2 separate regions of the Mus musculus genome follow, and region 1 is linked to region 2. The links are chromatin contacts, called in public HiChIP or PLAC-seq maps. All regions are on one chromosome and are shown on one strand. Each heading gives the region's core, a stretch centred on a gene start, on an enhancer-like site or on the middle of the called end of the contact. The rest is flanking DNA. Distances are from core to core; before and after follow the strand shown. Region 1 overlaps Gm39793 (a long non-coding RNA gene). Region 2 has its middle 24 kb from the start of C130021I20Rik.

What was found. HiChIP or PLAC-seq counts read pairs in DNA pulled down with a chosen protein or histone mark.
Region 1: a contact with region 2 is called in an H3K27ac HiChIP or PLAC-seq map of T-cell acute lymphoblastic leukemia, with 4 times the contacts expected there. The contact joins two enhancer-like sites. A contact is called at or near these places in 3 of 484 Hi-C or Micro-C datasets (cerebellum, embryonic stem cells and myocytes) and 1 of 115 datasets of contacts at active chromatin or transcription factors (T-cell acute lymphoblastic leukemia).

The regions. Positions count from the first base shown.
Region 1 is chr2:33,942,509-33,947,777 of GRCm38.p6, forward strand. All of the region lies in intron 1 of Gm39793 (a long non-coding RNA gene), which reads right to left. The region is part of intron 1 of Gm13404 (a long non-coding RNA gene); the gene reads left to right. Among named protein-coding and RNA genes, the nearest start is that of Gm13404, 2.9 kb to the left of the region's middle. Within about 2 kb of position 3,858, at least 3 of the 459 cell types and tissues checked have an H3K27ac peak or open chromatin away from gene starts, as enhancers often do. A contact at or near this core is called in T-cell acute lymphoblastic leukemia, where this site is marked.
Region 2 is chr2:33,662,931-33,668,052 of GRCm38.p6, forward strand. No RefSeq gene overlaps it. Among named protein-coding and RNA genes, the nearest start is that of C130021I20Rik, 24 kb to the left of the region's middle. Within about 2 kb of position 2,546, at least 50 of the 459 cell types and tissues checked have an H3K27ac peak or open chromatin away from gene starts, as enhancers often do. A contact at or near this core is called in T-cell acute lymphoblastic leukemia, where this site is marked.

The DNA.
Region 1 (5,269 bases), core at 2,608-5,107, 280 kb after region 2:
TTCTGATAGAGGTTGGGGAGTCTTTTGAGGAGCGTGTGTGTGTGTGTGTGTGTGTGTGTGCATTTGAGACAGTCTGATAAGTCACAGCAAGCCAGGCTAAGTGCAGGCCAGAGGAGCATGGAGGCTCCAGAGGATAAGAATGGCATGTAGGAAGGCAGAGAGAGAGAGAGAGAGAGAGAGAGAGAGAGAGAGAGAGAGAGAGAGAGAGAGAGAGAAACAAAGAGAGAGAGATATATGACTGAGAGATGAGATAGGGATAGAGATAGAGAGCTGCAAGCGTGCATGGCATGGCTCAGGTAAAGAAAGCTAAAGGGAGAAGACATGCAGAAGTTTAGGTAAGTGGCAGGTTGAAGGGCTCGCTGCTCACTTACGACATGTCACCCAGATGGACTTTAACAGAGCTTAAACAGTTTAAGCCCCAGGATGAAGAGAAAGGGGAGGGGGCGGGATGAGCCAGATGTGAGCTGGATGCTGAAAGCAGGTGCTCAATGGCACCTGGCTGGCCCGGCAGACAAAGCTGGGTCCTCAGCCTGTACAGGGAAAGCAGCCAAGCCCGTGCAGCCGGGGAAGGCCCAGGGAAGGGCTGTACACGACCACGGGGATAGAGGGAGTAGCAGGAGAGACAGGGACAGCTTGCTACAGTCAGGGACCACCCACACTTCCTACCAAGGCAGTGCCTCTGAGATGGGGGCTTGGAGACTTCTGGACCTGGGACAGCAACTGAGGAAAGGGAGAGACCAGGCTAACCCTGGGGGTGTTACTGTAAGCTACAGCAGGAAAGACCTGTCCCTAACACAGCTCACAGCACTTACTGCTGTGAGAGCAGTGCCCACATCCCCTTCTTACTTCAGGCCAGCCAGATAGGGAGCTGTGTTCTGGGAAAGCCATTTTCAGAGATGGTACGATGCCCTCCAATGGCAGGGCCCTCTTGCTGACTTCCCTGGGGGTGCCCAGAGCATCCTATCAGCCTGTCTCCACCTCATCACACCACATTTGAATAAGAATGACAGCAGGGCACTGACAGGTGTGTGTGAGAATTCTATGATGAAAGACAGAGATCAAGCATTAGGTAAAGAGAAAGAAGAAACCAGGAGGGAAAAGAGGTGGTACATATACTAGCACGTGTTACTAATATCCTGGGAAAGATAAGGCAGCACAGGGGCCATAAAATAAGGTCAAAATGATAGAATTGGAAGGAAATGCCTAGGAAACACAGCGGGGTTGAAAATCAAAGGGAATCCAGAAGAGGTGTGTGTGAGGCCTCAGAAAGATTGAGGCAAGAGGATTGCTATGAGTTCCAGGAGAACCTGGGCTAGAGTAAGACCCTGTCTCAAAAACAAAAGCAAAAAAGGAAGGAGAGAATTAATGACAATAGATGATGTAGTTAAAAACAACAACAACAACAACAATAACAAAGAACAAACAGAAAGGATATCATCAAATACATGATACAAGAAAAAAGTTCCCATGTCAGGTCAGGAGGTCAGAAGGTTAGGAGGTCAGGAGGTCATGCCACCAGGGGATTTGGTGCCTCTGTGGGCATCTGCACAAATGTAGCACACACACACACACACACACACACACACACACACACACACACATCCCTTCCACCCTGAGGACCAAGACCTTTAGAGGACACTCGTCAAACACAGCATGCTCTCAGGGAGGGACAATGGGAGTATAGCAGGAATGGTGCCTGTCTTAGTTAGGGTTGTGAACAGACACCATGACCAAGGCAACTCTTATAAAGGACATTTAATTGGGGCTGGCTTACAGGTTCAGAGGTTCAGTCCATTATCATCAGGGCAGGAACATGGCAGTGTCCAGGCAGGCATGGTGCAGGAGGAGCTGAGAGTTCTACATCTTGTTCCAAAGGCAGATAGGAGAGCACTGGCTCCCATGTGGCTAGGAGGAGTGTCTAAAAGTCTACCCTCACAGTGACACACTTTTCCCAACAAAACCACATCTACTCTAACGAGGCCACACCTCCCAAGAGTGCCACTCTCTAGTCAAGCATACCCAAACTGCCACAGCGCCTTTTGTCATCGGCAGGCATTGTGCTGTTTGACTTCTAAACCACATCCATAGTCTTTGATAGAAATTTAATTGTTCAAGCTGGTGATATAGCTCAGTGGTAGAATGCTTGCCTGATGTGTGTGGGAGGCCCTGGCTTGAGCTTTAGCACTGGAGATGAGGGAGAGGAGAGGAGGAAGAAAAAAAGATTAAAACAAAAATTTTTTTAGGGAAGGTGGCTTGAAATGAAACTAGCAGAGTGTTAAAGGGCACCAGCCCAGCCCTTCTCAGGCTTTTTTAAAAAGTCAAAAATTCCCATGGAGGAGGATTTTCAACAGGAGGAACAATGTAAGCTTTTTTAATAATTATATTTGGTTTCTAGTTGTGGTGTGTGATGGTTAGCTTTAAGGGTCAGTGCAACACAACCTAGAATTACCCGGAGAGAGTCTCTGTGAGGGACTGTCTACATCAGATTGGCCTGTGAGTGTGTCTGTGATGGATTGGGAAGACCCAGCCCACCATGGGCAACACCACTCCCTAGGTAGGGGGTCCTGAACTGTTTAAGGGTATAGCTGCGCACAAACTGACCAATGAGCATGTGTATGCTCGTTTCTCTCTGCTCATGACTGTGGCTGTGATGTGAACAGCAGTTTGAGGCTCCTGCCTTACTGTGATGGATCAGAACACAGAACTGTGAGCTAAAATTAACCTTTACTCATCAAGGTTGCTTCTCAGGTTATTTGATCACAGCAACAGAAATAAAACTAGAACGGTGTTCTAGGCATAACCTTCAGAGCAAGAGGCATTGTCAAGAGGAGCAGGGTATGAACCCAGTGGACCATAGTTCTGAAAACAACTCAACTCACTGTGAGCTTCTAGAAGCAGGAGGCTCTGTGGGACAATGATGGTGGAAAGAGACAACACCATGGGTGAAGCTTGACACACCGCTTCTGGTGGCTCCCTTTGGGTCACCCTAAGGAGAGTGGGTTATTATAACAAACTGCCTGAGATCATCAACTTGCAAAGATAGCATTGGGGGTTCCCGTGGGTGACCAGTTGGCCCCATTGATTTGGGAAAGGGACAAGACAGCAAGCACCATGGAGAGAGGATGTATGTGGAGGGAAATGCTCAACTGTGGCCATGAAACAAAACAAAGGAAAGGGACGTGCCCTAGTCGTCTGATAGTGTCTTGATAGCTCCATCCTGGATATCAAATCCGAGTGAGGCATGAAGACCTGCTCTCCATCCCGTAATAAGAGCACCTGAGACTCAGAGTAGCCCAAGTGAGACAATATATATATATATACACATACATAATATATACACATACACACACACACACAGAGAGAGAGAGAGAGAGAGAGAGGTCCGACTCAGCTCAGAATGGTGGTTGCACCACAAGAGCACAAAGACCAGTTTTGGTTTTTTGGTTGGTTGGTTGGTTGGTTTTTGTTTTGTTTTAATGTGGGTCCTTTCCTTCCTTTCCTCACTGACTGAGTCAGGAGGGTCAGGACGGTCAGGAGGGGCAGACTGTGTCTTACACGACTCTCAGGTCTTGTGGTTCCCTCTGCCACCGTCCGTCTGTTTGAAAGCACGCATGGTTTCATCTCTACCTTTTAATCCTATTTTAAAGTTTATAAAGCTCAGGATCCTGCCACAGCTCCCAGCTTGGCCGTGTCTCTGTTGTAAACTTTTTTTGGTCTGGGTTGAGGATGGAAGCTGGACTAGCAGGTGGGAGCTGGAGCCCGTGGTTCTCATTCATCTGTGGTCAGGCCAAAGCTGAATGAAGGCACTTTTCAAAGGGACCACATTATTACTACTGCTATGATTACTTTCTTTCTCACGGTCTGTGACAAACTCACAGAACACGGAGAACACTCCAGGTACAAACCACAGCAGATAACGAAGCGGAGAGCTTGAGGCTTTGTTTGTATGGACGATCTGAATTCATCCTCTTTCCCTCTCCCTCCCTCCCTCCCTCTCCCTCCCTCCCTCTCCCTCCCTCCCTCTTTCCTCTCTCTCACCCTCAGTCCTCCCTCTCCTTCTTTCTTTCCCTCCCCCTCCCTCTTCCCCCTTTGTCTGAGCAATTTTTTTAAGGATTATGTTGATGGTAGGATTATTCTTTAACATTTTCTATATTAAAAAATCTAATAAATGGTACTTTAAAAAAAGCAATATATAACCAAAAGCTATTAGGAGTACCAAGATGAATCCTGCACCATCACTGTCTTAATGAGCTACCCTGACATTATTGCATTGTTTAGTCTTTGTCAAGTCAAGTAGGCAAAGTAGAAACAAAAACATGGAGGAGATGAGTAATATCGTTAATACAGTTGTTTACTAGGTGTGCGTCACACACGGTAACCCACACAGAACACACAATTCCAACCTGTTTCATTTAGCTCTTAAGAACATTAATCCTTCTCCAATTCACAAAAGCCATGTTTCTCCCTTTTAACAGTTGAAAAGTTTAATCCACAGGAGGGCAGAGGGTGGCTCTGCCTCTGTGAGTTTCTGGGACTATGGCTGCAAGAAGCAGGCACTCCACCAATGTTTATCCCTGTCCAAAGATATGCTCTCTTACTGAATGCATCTTAGTTGTGGACTTGATGGGGTTTTAAATCACCATGGAAACAAATCTCCTGGCGTGTCTGTGGAGTCTTACCTAGATTACGTTGTGGTGGGATGATCCACAGTAAAACTAGGATCTCTGGGCTGAAAACTTTGACTGAGCATAAGGGAAGATGTGAGCTGAGCACCAGCAAATATCACTTTCTGCTCCTGACTGTAGACAGTGGGGCCAACTGCTCCACACTCCTGCTGCATGCCTCCTCTGTCATGGTGGGTCTTCACACTCCTGCTGCATGCCTTCCTGGTCATGGCAGGCCTTCACACTCCTGTCATGATGCACTATGCCTTCCCAGTCATGATGGCCCACATTCCTAATGTATGATAAAATAAACTCCTCTTTTCTTAAGTTGGTTAGGTAACTTGTCATAGCAGTGAGAAAATTAACAAATTCAGCATCCAATTACAGAGTTTAAGCAGTTTGGAAAATGCAGGACGTTCACCTCCAAATAGTTAAAACCAATGTTAACAGCATTTACAACTTTGTGGTGTTTTCTGTAGAATTTTACAAGTTGTTCCAAAATTAACCAAAAAAATATACATACAACATGTGCGCGTGCACAGAGGTTTAGAGAGATGGTTAAACAGTTAAGAGCAGGGGGTGGTCTTCCAGAGGACCCAGGTTCA
Region 2 (5,122 bases), core at 1,296-3,795:
GTTCAATTCCCGGGACCCACAAGGCAGAAGGAAAGAACTGACCTTTGTAAGTGTTTTTTTGACCTCTACACACTTGCAGTAATATGCATGTATGCGCCCCTCCAAATAAATGACTTCAAGAATTAAAACAATCAAACACATCATGAAGATGTCTGTAGTTCATTGTGCTGGCCACGGGCAACTCTTTGTTGGCTATTCAGATGCTCTTAGTTATTTTGTACAAATGGCTCTTTATTGCGTAGCTGATGGCTGACCCGAACTGTTACAAAAGCAGGGTCTTGTGTAGTCCAGGAAGACTCTGACTTCTGATCTTCCTCCCTTTTCTCAATGTACACCACCATGCACTTCAAGATCAGTGAGAGACTTTGTCTCAAAAATAAAGTGGAGAACCATAGAAGACTATACTCAGTGTTCCTGCATGTATACACACACACTCACACACTCACACACACACACACACACACACACACACACACACAGAGAGAGAGAGAGAGAGAGAGAGAGAGAGAGAGAGGAGAGACAGAGACTAAGAAAAGGACAAAGGGCTGATAAGATGACTCAGTGGGTTAAAGGGATTGCTGCTAAGCCTGAAGACCAGAGTTCAAGGCCCAGAACCCATGTGCTGGAAGGAGAGAACCAGTTCCCACGAGTTATTTTCTGACCTCAACATGTATAATGAGATACTATTGTGCCTCTGCAATAATTAAGTAGAACATAAAAACAATTAAAGAAAAACTACTGTTACTTGAATATTGAAATGTCTGATCTTTGGCTCTCCATGTCTCTGCCCACAGGGGAGAGGCCAGCTCTATGGTTTCTGTTCCCAACTTTAGGCAACTTTAGGCACCTTCTCAGCTTTAATGTCACAAACCCTTTGACACCCAGCAGGGGAAGGAGTGTAATCAGATCTCCAAGGACAGCAGCCTACAGCAGGCTGGCCCTGAGGTTCTGAGTGGGCTGTCTTCCCCACAGGTTAATCTTGGTTGCTGTTTTATTTTTGAAAGGAAAAAAAAAAAAAAGCACAGGGCCAATACATGGCTCAGAGTTTAAAGGTGTCTGCTGCCAAGCCCGATGACATGAGTTCGATCCTTCGGACCCACCTGGTAGAGAGAACTAACTTCTGCAAGTTGTCCGCTGACCTCTATACTCATGCTGCAGTACGCATGCTCACACACCTGCATACAGAGACATGTGTACATGCTCAATAAATAAATGAATGCATGCTTTAAAAAGTGCAATTGTGCTTATTTGCAGATGGTGTAACTAACAGAGTGGAAAACCCTATGCAACTCACAAGGAAAGTTACAAGAGCCGAGGAGACAGACCTAACATGCTCACTTGTGAGCCCAATGCTTGAGAAATGCAGCTAGGGAGATCAGGAGTTCAAAGTCCTCCTCTGCGACATAGTGAGTTCAAGGCCAGCATGGGCTAAATAAGACCCTGTCTCAAACCAACCAACCAATAGCTAACTTTAGTAAGATTGCAAAATGTCAGGTTAAAATAAGGAAACCAGTTGATTTTCCAGTTCCCACCAGTGGGGCAGTATGGTAAAGTCCTCTGAAGGAGCTCTCAGTTGCATCTGCTGTTGGCTGCTCCACTGTCTCCTTTGTCAACTCTGCCATTGCATTTTGAGGACACAGTCCACCACCATGGGCCCTGGTGGGAGAAAGAAAGATGCAGGCTGGGGTCCAACTGCTGCCCCTGGGCTCCTGTCCCCACAGAGCCTCACCTCCTTTGGACTTCTGTCACTCTGGTGGCTTGAGAGGAAGGTCCAGTCACTCTTCTGGCTTACGTTTGGTTGGGGGAGGGGGTCCCCCTAGCATGGCTACTAGGGCCACAGGGAGGGCTGAGTCCTTTCCCCATCCTCAGCAGAGCCATGTCCACTGCCACTCAGAGCAGCCATGTGGTGTCCAGGCCCCCTCTGCTCCTCAGCCCCTGCGTGGTGTGACTCACTGTTACTCCCAGGGAAGATGTCTCTTAGGATCTCCACCCTTCCCACACACTGTGCTCCCATCACCTCCCCGGTTCCCAGGTCCACCTCACGGTGTCCCCCATCCATCCCCAGCCCCCAGAGGTTGTCTCATTCTAATGAGTCCAACCTGCAGCTGGCCAGGAGCACTGTGTTGACTTAGGACGTTGCAGAACCTAGGACAGGAACACTGTGCTGACTCGGGATGTCGGGATTCGACAGGCAGGACTGGGCTTAGTGGAGCCCCCACACTCCCAAGATCTCTAGTTATGATAGAGCCAGAGTTTGAACTCATTTGTCTCAGGCACCAAGTTCCGTGTGAGTTTTGATGTGTCCTGAGATGCCCCATTTCCCACCAGCCCTGAGAGCTCTGGGGTGGGGGGCGGGGAGTGGGTGGAGGTGACAGACAATCATAGCACCTGTGACAACAACCATGCCAAGGGCTACCATGCGAGCCTTCTCTCCTCAAACCATCCACTAGAGCCAGCTGGCCCCTGTAGGCCATTTACCTGTCTGGGTGCCGACATGGGGCTGAGCCGGAGGGAGGGAGGGAGGCCTGGGTTTTGACTGGCAGCTGAGCTCACTGGGCCTGCCTCTCCCTGCCCCCTCCATTCCAGCTGGCTGCAGAAGCCAGTGGGGGTAGAGCTTACAGGGAAACGTTTGTTCTTGCCTAGAACAGACATGGGCTGGGGACCCAGCTTCCCTTTGGCTGCCACGGAGACTGGGGCCACTTGAGTTCATGTTTATTTTCACAGCGTGGATTCCATGGAGATAATCACCCCAGCCAGGGAAGCCCTAGGAAGAGGGCTCCGGCCTCCATGGAGCACCTACTATGTGCGAGGTTAAAGACAGACCGGAGCCAGTGGGATTCCCAACACACACGGGAGGATCGGACTTCTGACTGAGGGTTCTCACCCAAGGTCACACAGCAGGCTAGCACAGAGCTGGAAAGGAGGTCACCTGTGCCCAGGCTCTTTTCTGCTGTGTCTGAATGAAGCCTCTTCCAGGAAATAGGCTCTAATCTAACACGAGATCCCGGCCAGGCAGGCAATGCTTCTCTGACCTTCAGTCTCGTTCTCTTTTATCCAAGGGTCAGGGAATTTGAAGAAAAGTCTGGTGCATGGTTAGAATACCATGTGAATATATTATCATTGTAGCTAGTTTTCTTTCTTCTTTTCTCTCATCTGATCCTAGACTTTTGGGCTAGCCACGGTCCCAGGGTGCCCTCACAGATGCCAGCGTCTTCCCCAGTAGAAGCTGTGAACCACGTCCTGTGGAAAGAGGGCTTCGCTCAGAGAGAAGCTCACTACTCAATGTCCCCCAAGGGACAGACTGAGAGTCCAACCACCCTGTCCCATGGGGACAGAAGCCCTGAGTCTGACCCCTACTATCCTGGATCTTTCCACAAATCTATGCTGTCTATAATAACTGCCTTTCTCCATATTCTCTTCCCATCAGCTGGCTTCCTTGCTGAAATCCACCTCTCACAGCCTGACTGGACAGAGCCCTGACCACCTTCTTGCTCAGACCTGCGGATTCCAAGGGAGAGGACTCGAGGAAACAGCTAGATCAAAACCAAACATGGAACCGATCAGATCCTTAACCTGACACTACAAACTTCCCACAGACTTCAGAGAAATACCTCAGGAAGGGCACGACCTTTCATTTCTCCCCAAGGCTACCTCCTCCTCCTCCTGCCCTGCCTTTCTAAAACACAGATTTGACCTTGCCGCTTCCCGGCCTCAAGCCCCTTGGCTCCCTCCGTATTATTTGTTATTCTTATTTGAGAGTATTTGTCGATGGCCCCTGCTTGCTGGCCCCGTGCCAAGTGTTTTTTTTTTTTTTTTTTTTCCCCTTCAGGCATCTGTTCCCCTGGGGCAGGGACAGTTGCTACCCTCATGCTGCTCTGGGGACCAGGCGGTCTTCTGCAGGTCTCCTGGTGGATGTGTAGGTTCACAAAGCTAGGTCAGTGAGACTCCAAAGTCCATGGCACCCTCCAGCTCCTGCCCCTGTGCCCTTCTCTCTGGAGACCCTTCCAGCCTGCCGCTAGATCTTGTGTACCCCAGGCGGCTGCCGGCTCCTGTGTGTTGAGTTTGTGACTCACTGAGAACTCAAGCTCTGTTTTGAGATCAAAGCCCTTCTGGTCCCAAGCCTCTCCCAAGCCACCATCTCCAGTGCTGTTTCCATGGCCTGACACACTCCTCAGAGGCAGGGGTCCGAGCACCAGGCCAGCCCATCTCCTCAGCACTTGGCTTCTGTCTCTCCCCTGGGGGATCTGGCCTGGCTGCACCGAATGGGGCAACATGGCGTCCGTCCGCTGCACCGATCAGGACTTCTGACTTTGTTTCCCACCATTGTCATGTCGACCTCTATGTGGCAGTAGCTTGACTCCCCGTCCCCCACCCCGGCCCCACCCTTGTCCTGACGCAGGTGCGTGTATGTTCCAGCCCGGTGCCAACCTGCTCCCCTTGCTCCTCAAGGTCCCCTGTCCCCCGCTTCTCCTCTAGCCTGACCCAGAGGCCCGCCATGGAACTCCTCCTCAGCCTTGCTGGTGGGTTGCTGTCCCGCCAGGTGGGGCGGCAGGGAGCCATGAAGAGAAGCACCCCATACAGGTCCTCTTCACCACTCTCACTCTGCTGCCAATTTGGCAGCCAGGTCCGTCCTTCCTCTCCTGGAGTCTCCTCTGCCCAGCATTCCCAAGGCCACAGCTCTCAGCCTCGTCTCCTTCTCCTTTATTCTGTATTATCACTCATTTGATGTTTAGACAGGGTCTCCCTACGTAGTACTGGCTGGCCTGGAACTCTCTGTGTAGACCAGGCTGGTCTCAAACTCATAGAGATCCACCTGCCTCTGCTTCTCATGTGCTGGGGTTAAATGTATGTGTCACCAAACTCATCCATCATCATCATCATCACCACCACTACCACCACCATCATCACCATCACCATCACCACCACCATCATCATCATCATCAGGGTTTCATGTATTCCAAGTTTGAACTTCCGATCCTCTCAGTGCTGGGGTTAAAGGTGTGCTCCACCACTCCTGTTTATGTGGTGCTGGCATTTGAACCCTGGGCTTCCTGCGTGCCAGGCCAGCATTCTCCCACCTGAGCTGCAACACTGGTCCTGCAGCCTCCTTTGCCTTTTCCTC